Regions from separate parts of the Hordeum vulgare genome. Here region 2 is linked to region 1. A link is a contact called in public Hi-C data. All regions are on one chromosome and are shown on one strand. Each heading gives the region's core, a stretch centred on a gene start, on an enhancer-like site or on the middle of the called end of the contact. The rest is flanking DNA. Distances are from core to core; before and after follow the strand shown. Region 1 holds the start of LOC123443866. Region 2 holds the start of LOC123443867 (proline-rich protein 36-like).

The links. A called contact is a pair of places that touch in the nucleus more often than the background predicts.
Region 2: a contact with region 1 is called in a Hi-C map of seedling, with 3 times the contacts expected there. The contact joins the promoter of LOC123443867 here to the promoter of LOC123443866 in region 1. A contact is called at or near these places in 2 of 6 Hi-C or Micro-C datasets (leaf and seedling) and 1 of 1 datasets of contacts at active chromatin or transcription factors (embryo).

Annotation. Positions count from the first base shown.
Region 1 is chr3H:360,621,528-360,627,684 of MorexV3_pseudomolecules_assembly, reverse strand. LOC123443866 reads left to right here and starts at 2,777. Exons shown (of 2, transcript XM_045120403.1): 1 at 2,777-2,926; 2 at 3,498-5,142. The coding sequence starts at 3,627. The coding sequence ends at 4,583.
Region 2 is chr3H:360,971,015-360,977,233 of MorexV3_pseudomolecules_assembly, reverse strand. It overlaps LOC123443867 (proline-rich protein 36-like), which reads right to left and starts at 4,416. Exons shown (of 4, transcript XM_045120404.1): 1 at 1,837-4,416. The coding sequence starts at 4,315.

The DNA.
Region 1 (6,157 bases), core at 1,528-4,027:
TGAACCTGTAACGTATGCTCTAAATGCTAATAAACGCACCCGGAAACGTACGGCAGTTTCCCTCCAGAGAAGTTACGACGTACCGAGTGTATCCAGTCGGTAGGCCCGGTGCTCTCCGAATGTTAGTCTCCGACTGGATGATTCTGAGCCTGTTACCGACTGGATGATGGGGGCACCTTAATTCAGTCGGGGCATACTTAAGGTCCTGTCCCTTGTGTGGGGTAGTCCTTGGGTAGGACATGGAGGGCAGGCCTATGACCCTACCCTAGGACTATGACCCCATCAATATTGATTCAGGAGAAACATACAGTAGAAGCACTACAGTTGTCAACACAGATTTCTCCTCAAAAATTGCTGAAACCCTTCAACTGGATCCAGAGCCAAAATCTAAAGAGTGCCTCAAGCGCTCGGATCGGCCTAAATGGAAGGAAGCAATTGAGGCAGAATTACACTCGCTTAACAAAAGAGAGGTATTTTCTAAAATAAAGCCTACTCCTCATAAAGTCTTCCCCATGGGAGCTAAATGGGTTTTTGTTCGAAAAAGGAACGAAAACAATGAGGTGGTGAGATATAAAGCGAGACTAGTTGCTCAAGGGTTTACGCAGAGACCCGGTATCGACTACGACGATACATATTCTCCTGTAATGAGTGGAATTACATTTGATACTTAATATCTTTGGCAATACAAATGAATCTATCAATGTAGTTAATGGATGTAGTGACCGCTTATCTATATGGGTCACTTGATACAGAAATTTATATGAAAGTCCCTGATGGACTTAAAATTCCGAATCCTAATATAAATCGCAACATGTATTGTGTAAAACTACAAAAGTCACTCTATGGCTTGAAGCAGTCGGGAAAAATGTGGTATAACCGACTTAGTGAGTTCCTTCTCAGTAAAGGATACTCGAATAACAATGATTGCCCATGCGTATTTATAAAGAAATCCTCAAATGGATTTTGCATCATCTCAGTATATGTTGATGATCTCAACATCATTGGCAACGCAACAGATATATCTGTAGCACGCAATCATTTAATGACGGAGTTTGAGATGAAAGATTTGGAGAAAACCAAATTCTGCTTAGGTTTACAACTTGAGCATTTCCCCTCAGGAATACTTGTTTATCAACCCGCTTATATTCAGAAAATTTTGGAAAAAATTAACATGGATAAATCATATCCGTCTAAAACACCTATGGTCGTCCGGTCCCTTGATATGAATAAGGATCCTTTTAGACCTAGGGATGATAACGAGGAGGTATTGGGACCCGAGTTTCCATACCTCAGTGCCATAGGGGCACTAATGTACCTTGCAAATTGTACTAGACCAGACATTGCCTTTGTAGTAAATTTACTGGCTCGACATAGTGCAAATCCAACAAAACGTCATTGGACGGGAGTAAAGAATATCTTCAGATATTTACAAGGTACTAAAGATCTTGGTTTATTCTATCAGAAAAATCAAGACATGACCCTGATTGGTTATACTGACGCTGGATATCTTTCCGACCCCATAATGCCAGGTCACAAACAGGGTTTGTATTTTTATATGGTGGAACTGCTATTTCATGGAAGTCAACAAAACATACATTGGTAGCAACTTCCACTAATCATTCTGAAATAATTGGATCATTTGAAGCTTCACGAGAATGTGTATGGCTCCGCAAAATGATAAATCATATTCAGACATCATGTGGTATCGGTTCATTAGAATCACCTACTATTATCTATGAAGATAATGCTGCATGTGTTTCTCAAATGCATATGGGATATATTAAAAGTAATATCACAAAACACATCTCGCCAAAACTATTTTTCCCTCACCAGTTACAGAAAGATGGAAAAATTAATATTTTGCAAATAAAATCTTGTGACAATCTTGCAGATTTGTTCACTAAGTCTTTACGAACAACATCATTTGAAAAATGCATTCATGGCATTGGTATGAGACGACTACGAAGTTTGCAAAATTCAGGGGAAGAAATTTCCTAGAAATAAACTTATAAGCTCTCCAACGGGTTTCTCATGTAATTTTGAATGAGATAACTAATTATTCTAAAAGTATATATCAAATTCTATTTGTTTTCTTTATATTTTCACAGGATTTTTTTTGAAAAACATAGACAATATAAGATCAAGGATTCTCGAAGTTACAAGATCAAGACAATCAAGAAAATGCAAGATTTTTCAGCACTCAAGACAATGAAGATTAATAACAGCGTTGTCCAAGGAGGAGTGTTAGGAATAAAATATCTTTAGATTTAGGCTAATTAGGCAATTAGCATATTCCTTGGAATATTCTATTTAGCAGTTAGGATATTGGCTTTGTCCATACGTGTGTCTCTCAATTGTCGTCGTGCCTTTTCCAAACGACGCAGCTATTGTAACCGACATGTAGTCACGACTGTTCAGGACATATAAATACATGCAGTCACTACCAATGAAATCACCCCATTCACTTTAACCATTCTTTTCTCTTCACACATGAACCGCGGCTGCAGTGGTGGGCCCTACGCATCATTCTCGCTGACAACCCACCGAGTCTATGGTGGAGGGGCCCTCGATCTACCGACGCTAGCGCAACACCGGCAGGTAGGGACCACTTGGCAGACGCGGGGTCGGTCGGCGAACAGTGAGGTCGGATCACGGAAGGCGGCCGCGCTGGCCGACGTGGTGGAGCCATCGCGAGGGTGCGAGCGAGCCTCGGCCAACCACGTCACTGTCCACGTCAGACGACCCACCTATAAAGACGTAGCAAAGCCGACTTGCCCATCACACTCTCGTTTCTTTCTCCTTTCCCTTCCCCTCCTCCCCTACCTTAGCGTCTCCTCGCCGCTACCCTCCTAGGTCTCGGCGCCGCCGCCGAGGGTCTCCGGCGGCCACGGACGCGGTTCGCTGTTACCCCTGACTGCCCGGCACGGTAAAGCTTCCTCCCTCCCGCTTCCACCTCACCGTCGCTGCTCGGTTTCGCCGGCGCCGATCTGGCCCGCTCCGCCGTTGACCCCGCCCGATTCGGCCGCCTCTCGCGGCGGATCTTGCGGACCAGGTCTCTGCGCGCGTTCCGTGGAAGAATTTGTTCGACGCGTTCGCTTCTCGAGCGGATCGATCGAGGGTAGTGGTCTGCCGCTGTATTTTGGTTTGTCTGCTTTTTTGGGCCGGATTGTTGATATTCTTCCTAGATGCAGTCCTCCAAATACGCGATGAACAAGACTTCTGCTAGGCCTGTGCCGATCGCTAAAAAATCTCCTGATTTTTAGGCGATGTCTAGTAAAGTTTGTTTGGTTTCTTATTGGGAGGTGTTCATTTCCAGATGGGTTAAGTTTATTTTGTTTCGGATCAGGGGCCAGACTTGTGAATTGTTTCTCTGTGAAGATTAATCGCCTTCTTGTTAATAACAGCGTAATCCCTTGTTGTACATATGTGTGGCCTGCTAGAATGTGCTGCTTGCGACCTGATTAAACTCTTGCTTCTTGGATGTTATTCTGTTTCAGAAATTTGAAGTTGGATATAAGAAATCAACCTAGCGTCTGTCTTGTTGTCTGTGTAGCCCTTTCCTTTGGATTGCAGAGAATTTTCAAACAAACCAACAACAACTTGCATCTGACTGACTTGAGGTAGCTATGCCAAAGGACAGGAGCTCCCGTTCAGTCTCGCACGAGCGCTGCCGATCTCGTGTTTCTCCATACAAGCTGCGGAGTGGCTCTCGCAGGTCAGAGGAGGCTGCTGCCGTTGCCGCCGCTGCAGCAGCAAAGCAGGCTGCAGAATGGGAGGAGGTTCGCTGCCCTGTGTGCATGGACCACCCTCACAATGCTGTTATGCTTGTCTGCTCGTCACATGAGAAAGGCTGCCGCCCATTCATTTGCGACACAAGCTACAGACACTCCAATTGCCTCGATCAGTTCCGCAAAGCCTCCAAGGAGTCATCTAAGGATTCAGGGGCAGCAGAATGCGCGGAGTGCCAGCAGCCAGTTAAACTGGCATGTCCATTATGTCGTGGGCCGGTCAGCCATTGGACCAAGGATTATGATGCACGGAAGTTCATGAATTCTAAGGTTCGAGCATGCACCATGGAGTCATGTGAGTTCAAGGGTGCGTACAACCAGCTGAGGATGCACGCCAGGGAGGATCATCCTGCTATACGACCAACAGAGGTGGACCCCAATCGACAGCAAGACTGGCATAGGATGGAGCAGCAGCGTGATCTTGGAGATTTGTTCAGCATGCTGCGTTCGGGAATCAGTGGCAGAGATGATGGGGTTGGAGCCAGTGAAGGTGAAGACGGCATCAGTGAGAGATCCTTACTCGCCACGTCCATAACAATGGTCTTCATTGTGCGGTCAGGCAGGTCCATCCTCCACTACACAGACGGGGAAATCCCAGGTCGTCGATCAAGAACAATTCTTCTAGTTGGGGAGCCTCGTGGTGAAGCCTCCCGAGCACGAGGGTCAAGCGGCAATGGTGATGCTGAGGCTGCTACTACCGACAATGAGGAAACTGATGACTTGGCAATGTCCACACAGGCATCTGCTGGTTCTGAGCAAGATGCTGGAGAAGCCGACGGCGATCCTGCACAGTGATGCTGCTTAAGGTTAGCCCCCTTACTCTCTTGGACTGAAAACCCTAGCAGCAAGCCATTTATCGTGGTTTGCCGGGAGTCCGGGTGCATGTCGGGAAGAAACATCCGTGCCAGCTTGTCTCAGGCGTAGTCAGGACATTCTTCCGTAAGGAGTCGGGGAACGTGGTGGAGCTGGAGTAGTGTCGTTTATATCCTGCTGGGATCTGTCGGCAAACATAAACATTAGTGGTGGCGTTGTACTATTGGAACATGTCCGCTATTTGGTACTCCGGTGAATCGTTTCGCTGCGTTGTAATTCTTTCTCTCCATTCTGCTGAATTCCATTTGGCTGCGTTGTAATTGCATATGAGTAGATCCTTTCTGCATTCGAAAAAATTGTTGTATAGCGTTCAGGTTTTAATTCCACTTATGCCTGGAGGAGCCCGAGAAAGTGGTCGAATGACAATGAATGAAGTACTCCTTAGTTCAGCCATAAGATGTTTTGGATATTTTAACATGGACTACGTACGGATTGAAAGGACTGAAATGAGTGAATGAATAAACACATTAAATTTTTAGTACTTCCTCCGTCATAGTTCCTTCTTCATACTTTTAGAAGGCATGCACGTGTACATAGATAATTTAACATATATAAAATATATTGTTTAACATAAAAATTATATCATTAAAAAATAAAGTATCTAAGTTTCTAATGATATATTTGTCTTTCGTTAAGTTGATCAAATTGATAATTTAGATACATATGCCGGACTTATAAAACATATGTCAGACTTGTAAACTAAGACTGAGGAAGTATGAACTATGGACTAAAATGAGTGAGTGAAGAAAATGAGCGAACAAACATATTAAAAAATTAATATGAACTATGAAATTAAAAAATAATATGGACTATGGATTATAATGAGTAGTAAACAAACGCATTAAAACGTGTCTTTATAAAGAAAAAGGGGAGACTACTGATAGTAGACTATCCATCAGATCAGTCCAGTGCCGTATCATCCATGATCCACCAGCGCTAGCCTTTTAACTGCTAGTCAAATAAAACTGCTCCATGAAACACGCACGGCATGTACTTTTCATGAACTATTTTCCACATGTAAACAATTTCTCTATGGTGATGCTTGCCATTAATTTCCCTCAGTAAACCATCAATACTTCTGCTTCAAGCATTGCAAACCATGCTTCATAGTTGTTAGTTTATTTTCGTTCTGCAGAAGTCATGCTTAAACACTATAGCCGTGCTTCATAATCTGTAGTAAATCACCATCCAATCAAGTGGCGTGCTTCCTTCATTTATTAGATAAAATGCTTCCGTGCACTATGATCTTCCAATTATTTGATTTACCAGCAATTCGGTTGAGTCGCCGTACAAAATTTAATAAATTTACATAACTTATTATTGTATTGCTTCGGCACAAGAAAATAAACGGATCATACATCCATGATTTAAATTAGACACGGTTCCAATTGTTATTGTATCAACATTTAAATGTTCACCACATATGCTTCCATGCTTTGCATTATTGTTTCAAACATTGTCATTGTATGCTCCCTTTTCTATTTTTGTATATGCTT
Region 2 (6,219 bases), core at 3,167-5,666, 350 kb before region 1:
ACATATGATCATAAGTGCCGGTAGTCATTTGATATGATTTTACCGAAGGCTCCCCCGGAGCACATGCATTGAGCTTGACTCTACCCCTTGAGGGTCATGCTAATACCATGTTGACAAGTAAAGATAGCAGTAGCACTATCATGAGCATGATGTTGTCATAAAGCAAGAGTTTATGAAAACCCCGTCGGGTGCCACTAATGCCCGAGGGTGATGATGAGTTAGGTGGTCACTTTTGGTGAAGTGATGCACCCGGTATTTGTGTGAGTAAGGTTTCGGAAATGGGATTAGATTTATGATGTGTCGACCGTCCCAACCTTACCAATACGACCACGTTACCCCTTATGGGACGGGGCTATGTTAATTACTCTGGTCGGTGCTAGCAAAGAGCCACATTACTAGTGGCGGGAGTGATATGTGGTCACTCTCGTGATGGCGTCGTACCGGGTAGGACTATGCCATTTTTATGAGTTCCAGTCACACCGTTGGTCCCCGCATGGTTGGTACTGTCCAGAGTTGGTGCTCGTAAGACGTACAACATGTGGGCTGGGTACCAATCAAGTGGACCTCTTTGTCTAGTATCGTCAGGGGAAAGACATTGATCGGGTACTTACATCGGGTATGTGATATACCGCGAGTTGTGGATGACACGGAAGTTTCCCGGATCTCGTGGGTCCAACGTACTACCTCTGCAGAGTGTAAACTATTCGAATAGCCGTGTCCACGGTCAAGGACAGTTGGGTAATCCTGCTTAAACTACGTCCTGATATTTCCGCATAAACCAAGTGTGCATGAGTGCGTGTGTGTGGTGATAAGAAAAGTGTTGCTATGATAGCAATAATATGACCAAGTTTGGTGACTTGGCATATAGGGTGAACCCGGATGGTTCAGCCCTCGGCAGATATATTGATATCTGTAACCTGTTCTTCAAAAGTAATTCTTTAACTTGATGCATATTCATGATCATTCCACCCAGATGAGTCACACTAGAAATGCATGATATTGTTATCCTTCACTTTCGTTGATTATATCATGGGTTGTTTGCGAGTACATTCAAAGTACTCATTGGCTTGCCACTGGTTATGTTATTGACCAGACATGGAAGGACCGGAGTTTGGAGATGAGTACGTCTTCGGAGACACCCCTGCGAACTAGGACGCTTCAGAATCAGAATGCCTGTCGGTGTAGGCTTGATGGCATGGGCACCCGCTTAGCCCCTTTGTTTTCCGCTATTAGTGTACTCGTGTGATTTGGCCTTAGGCCCTGTCTTGTGAACTTGACCCTTCGGTCATGCGTTGTAATCATCGGTACTTGGATGTAAGACTCTTTATTCAGTATCTATGTTCGGTGAGCATTGATCTCTGGGATCACTGAGCACGGCGATTCTCGACTAGTAAGTCGGGGTCCCCACAGGATATTACGTGTAAGATGAATGCACATAAATCTGGATTGTGCATGTGTGCAACACAATTTCTTCTGTCTATTGTTGTTCTTAAATATACAATATATTATGATTGGGTTTTCCTTGTTGAATTTGAACATTGTTATCAGATCAGGTACCTAAGGAGGCTAGGCAACCAAACCCCACCATTTCGTTGACATGGATGTAAACATCCACAACCATGTAACCATTTCGAGTAAATACGATAATAAATTTGGAGCTTTTCATCATGTTCATGTCTTCATGCTACTGATACCTTAATTGTGCAACACTCATATCCAATCATTATAACTGCTAAGAACTCCATAGATGACCATTAATTACTAGCTAAGACATACGGTTATTTTGTAATATACATGAAATGCAGCCAAAGAATAATAAAATGGAACATTAGTAACCTTTGTTTACGAAAGGGGGTGGTGGTGGTGGCAGAAGTTCCACCGCGTCCAATGAACAAGGAGCGGCCTGAACATTTGGAGAAGATGACTGCTGCCTTAGCTGGGGCAATGACCCCTCTGCTCCATTCTCCAATCGCGGGAGTACTGTAGTTGCACTGTCCATGTTTGCATCCATCGCCTGCGATGCTGGCGGTAGCAGAACTGTTCCCTCTGAGTTAACAGTAACACAATCTGTGGCAGGTACATGCACCGGGGTGTCCACAGCATGTGTCGTAACAGAATTCATCTGTGGCTCTAGCTGTGGCAATAACCCGCTCTTCGACGGTGATGACAGAATGGGTGTTGTGCCCTCTTCAATTGTCCCCAGTACAGGTGCTGGATGATGCACTTGGTCCAATGCCCCTATGACTGCCCCAGTGGCAACCACATCTGGGGTCTGAGCTTGAGGAAGAAAAGCAGGATATGGCAAAGGCTGCAGGTTCTCATGCCCTGAAGGCACTATCTCTGGTGAACAAGCAGTACTATTCTCCTTAGGAGATGGCCGCCGGTGCAGTTGTTGTGGTAATGACCCCTCCGCTCCAGTCTTCGGTGATGTCTCCGTTTTCACATCAATTGCTTCTAATGTAGGCGATAGCTGAGTTGCTTCCTCTGACACATATTCAGCTATAGTGGTGGCTGAATCGTGTAAGATGTATGCAGTCTGTGAGAAGACTGGAGATGGTAGCAGTAGCTGTGATGACTTGAAATTCTCAAACCCTGGAGGTGCCATATCTGGCGAATTGGGCACATCTTGCAAAATAGGAGAAGGTGGTCTTGGTTTCGGCTCTTGCAGTGATCCTTCCACTCCACTCTCTAAAGGTGCCATTAGTGGATGTATGGTATGCATGTCCACATCCATTGCCTCCAATGCATGTGGTGATCCAGCTGCTTCCTCCAATGTCACGGCCAATGGCATCACAGCAGCATCTGACATGATATATGCAGTCCCAGACGGAGGCATGGACAATGGTTGCCATGACAATCTAAAACTCTCAAACCCGGGTGGTGCAATCTCCGGTGAACAAGGAGCAGACTCTGCAACTGGAGTAGTTGATCTCAACAATGGCTGTTTCAATAACCCCTCCAACTTGTTCTCCAATGGTGGCAGCAAGTTGCACACACTGTCTGTCTCGACATCTATTGCCTCCAATGCTGGCACTGGTAACACTGCTTCCTCAGGTGTCACTACCACTGCCTTGGTGGCAATCACATCGGACGAGGCATATGTGTTTTCATTGGGTGGCAGCAGGCATGACAACTTAAAATTCTCAAACCCAGGAGGTGGCGTATCTGGTGAGCAGGGCTCAGCTTGTGTGATGGGAGAAGGTGAACTCAGCAGTGGCTGCCGCAATGGCTCCTCTGCCGCATTCTCCAATGATGGCAGTGGCAGGTTACGTGTAGCGTCTGCCTTTGTGTCCATAGTGTCCAATACAGGCAGTGGATTAGCCACCCCCTCAGGCGCAGACGGATTTAGCAGTGAGTGTGCAGTTTGCACTGACAGGTTGGGGGGGAATAGTGTCGGCCATGAAAATTTAAATTTCTCAAACCCCGGAGGCGCCATCTCCGGCGAACAGGATTCAGCCTCCGTTGGGGAAGAAAGTGGTATATGCATTGCTACTTCAAATGACCCCTCAGCGTCACTCTTACATGCTGACGGCGCGCCAGGCTCTTCCGAGGTCAGTGCAATTGCATCGGTCTGGGCAGCGTCTGGCAAGCCATGTGCAGCTTCAACCTGGGGAGGGCGAGGAGAAGGCGGCTGTGAGTGCTCGAAATTTTCACACCCTGGAAGCACCGTGGAGCAAGGTGGTCGCCGATACTGTTGTGGCAACAACCCCTCTGGTCCACTCTTCAATGGTGGCGTCGGCGGTGCAGGAGCGGTGAGCCGGTTGGCATCCATCGATTCGAGCGCAGCGGGTAGCCGGGCGGCTTCCTCGGACACCATTGCGGCCGAATCAGCGAGTGACTCGTCCGACAGGGCGCCTGCGGTGGAAGCTGGAGGACTAGATGGGGTTGACAGCGATGTAGTTTCCGCCACCGAGGCCGCCACGATTTTGTGCGAGGGAGAAGGCGATGCCTCCGTGGTCGCTGCCTCGGGGCAAGCCTCGACCGCTGGCAGCAGCAAAGGCGAAGCGTGCTGCTCCAGTTTGGTGGCTTCGAGAGCAGGTGAGGCCGGGAGCGAAGGCGGCCTGCCCGCCTCTAGCTTCTTCCCGTCAATATGTGCCGGCGCCGACACCAGAGATTCGTAAGCTTCCGGAGGCGTCGCGGTGACACCTGGATGCGGCGGTGGAGTCGACTCGGCGTGATCAGATTGGGCTGGCTCCAGCGGATCTGCGGTGGTAGGTTGGGGGGTTTCTTGGAGAGGTGGTGCGGAAGGAAATGGTGGTGGTGAACTCATCGGCTTGTCCTCTGGTGGTGGCTCTATCTCCGGTGAACTACGCATAGACCTCGGCGCCGTGAACGGCGGCGGGCGCTGGGAAGGAGAAACGCTCAGCCTGGGAGCCACAAGAATGTGTTTGAGTGCTTATGGGGCTTTTTTCTTTCGGTGGGTACTTCGCTAGGTTGGGCCTTCGCTGCTCGCTGTGCTGGCATGACCCCCAAGACCGTATCCAAACCTAGCAAGGTGGGCCAGCCCGGTATGGCCTGGGCTATACAACTATACGGGTTGTGCCGGGCCGGCACGCGCTCATAGCTTCCTGGCCTAGGCACGGCCCTATATTATATGTGTCGCCATGATGGCACGTTAAGCATGTCGATCCGAGTAGAATTTGCTTTATGAGGTTGTTTTCGGCCTTTAATTCAGATTATTAATGAGTTGTATAAAATAAATCGATTGTGTTGTGCCAGGCCCATCAGGGGTCCGACACGCGGGCGATGGGGTCGACATACGTGGACTGACCAATCTGACCACCTTTGAGTGTATCACATCCTTTAGGGTATGCGGCCTTCGTCAGCCTAGCTTCGACCGACACCATCGTCTCTTTCTCTTGTGTTCCACCCTTTTCCGTTCTCCACCCACTCCTCGTGCCCTAGCTATCGCCGCAACCGACTACTCTACAACACAAATAGCCTTGACCCTGGAACCAACCTTTGATCTAGACCTCTTGTCGGGTCACTCATTAGATCCAACATCAAGTATGGATCCGATGACTATCATATTGAATTTGGACTTCGAGTCTCATCTTACTTCAGAACTGGCTTTGAGCTCGGGTTTGGATACCTCCTTGACGGGCGAGACCCCCATTTCGGTTGATCCGTGTTGTGAAACCAAGGTTTCAACCTCGGCAAACATGCTCCAAGTCAGATTGGCCTATAACCAAGCAATGGACGCGACGGATCTCACGCTCTTAAACGAGATGCTCGACCGAATCTAGAGCTTTTGAATCTCGGACGATCAAACTTCAATCTATGATCGGATCGGATGTAAAGCCGAAGATAGGGAAATATACGACCCAGCTGCCACGCACCTAGTCGCTACAGCAGAAGACTTAACCGACGTACTGGACTACGCCTTAGAAGAGGCAACCGACATGGATGAAGACACACGTGTCCAACCTGGTGTTGCACCATCCAACACTAGTAATTGGGCGGTAACCTCCACATACGGCGTCTACATGGTGGATACCCCCAAAGAAGACGAGTGACAAGAAAAGAAGGACCCCCCCCCCAACGCCAACGAAGTGGGAAGCGTCGTAAATGAACAAATAGAGGCAATGTCAGCCACAATAATGCTAACAATAACACTCTTGAAACAATGACACCCCTGGTGGCGCCAAGGATCAGACCAATGAGGTCGCGCCTATGGGATCGAGAAGAGTATGTCTAGAGGGGAGGGGGTGAATGTAATAGCCCGAGACCAACGCTCCAGAAGATTCCCCTTTATATTTCGTTCTCGTCGTGTAATTCGTTTGGTTGTCCCATTCATCATCGCACCATTCGCATCATCCGCATTGCATCGGCACTCTGTTGCCGCCAGTTTTCCAACTTTCATCCGTTAGTAGTTGTCGGTTCTTTCCGTTTTCGTCGCTCGCTGTCGGGGGGATAACCCCGGGGTAGGCTCATCAAGCCTGCTCCTTCATTTCCTGCCCAAAGGATATGAACAAACAACAGTTTCCCAAGGCCCAAGTCTTCTGGCCGGCTAGGCTGCGCCTGCCGGCTGGAGGACGAGGTAGCCAACTCTCTGGCCGGTCAGGCAACCCCTGTCGGCTGGGGTCAAGACATCTACCTCTTCCTGACCAGCCTGGCCAAGCCAGCCGGTTAGGAACGAGGTGGCCGAGCCCAAGCCGGCTAGCCAAGCAGGCTAGCCGGCCGGGGATCACAAGTCACATCAGATCGTAGGTCGGGATG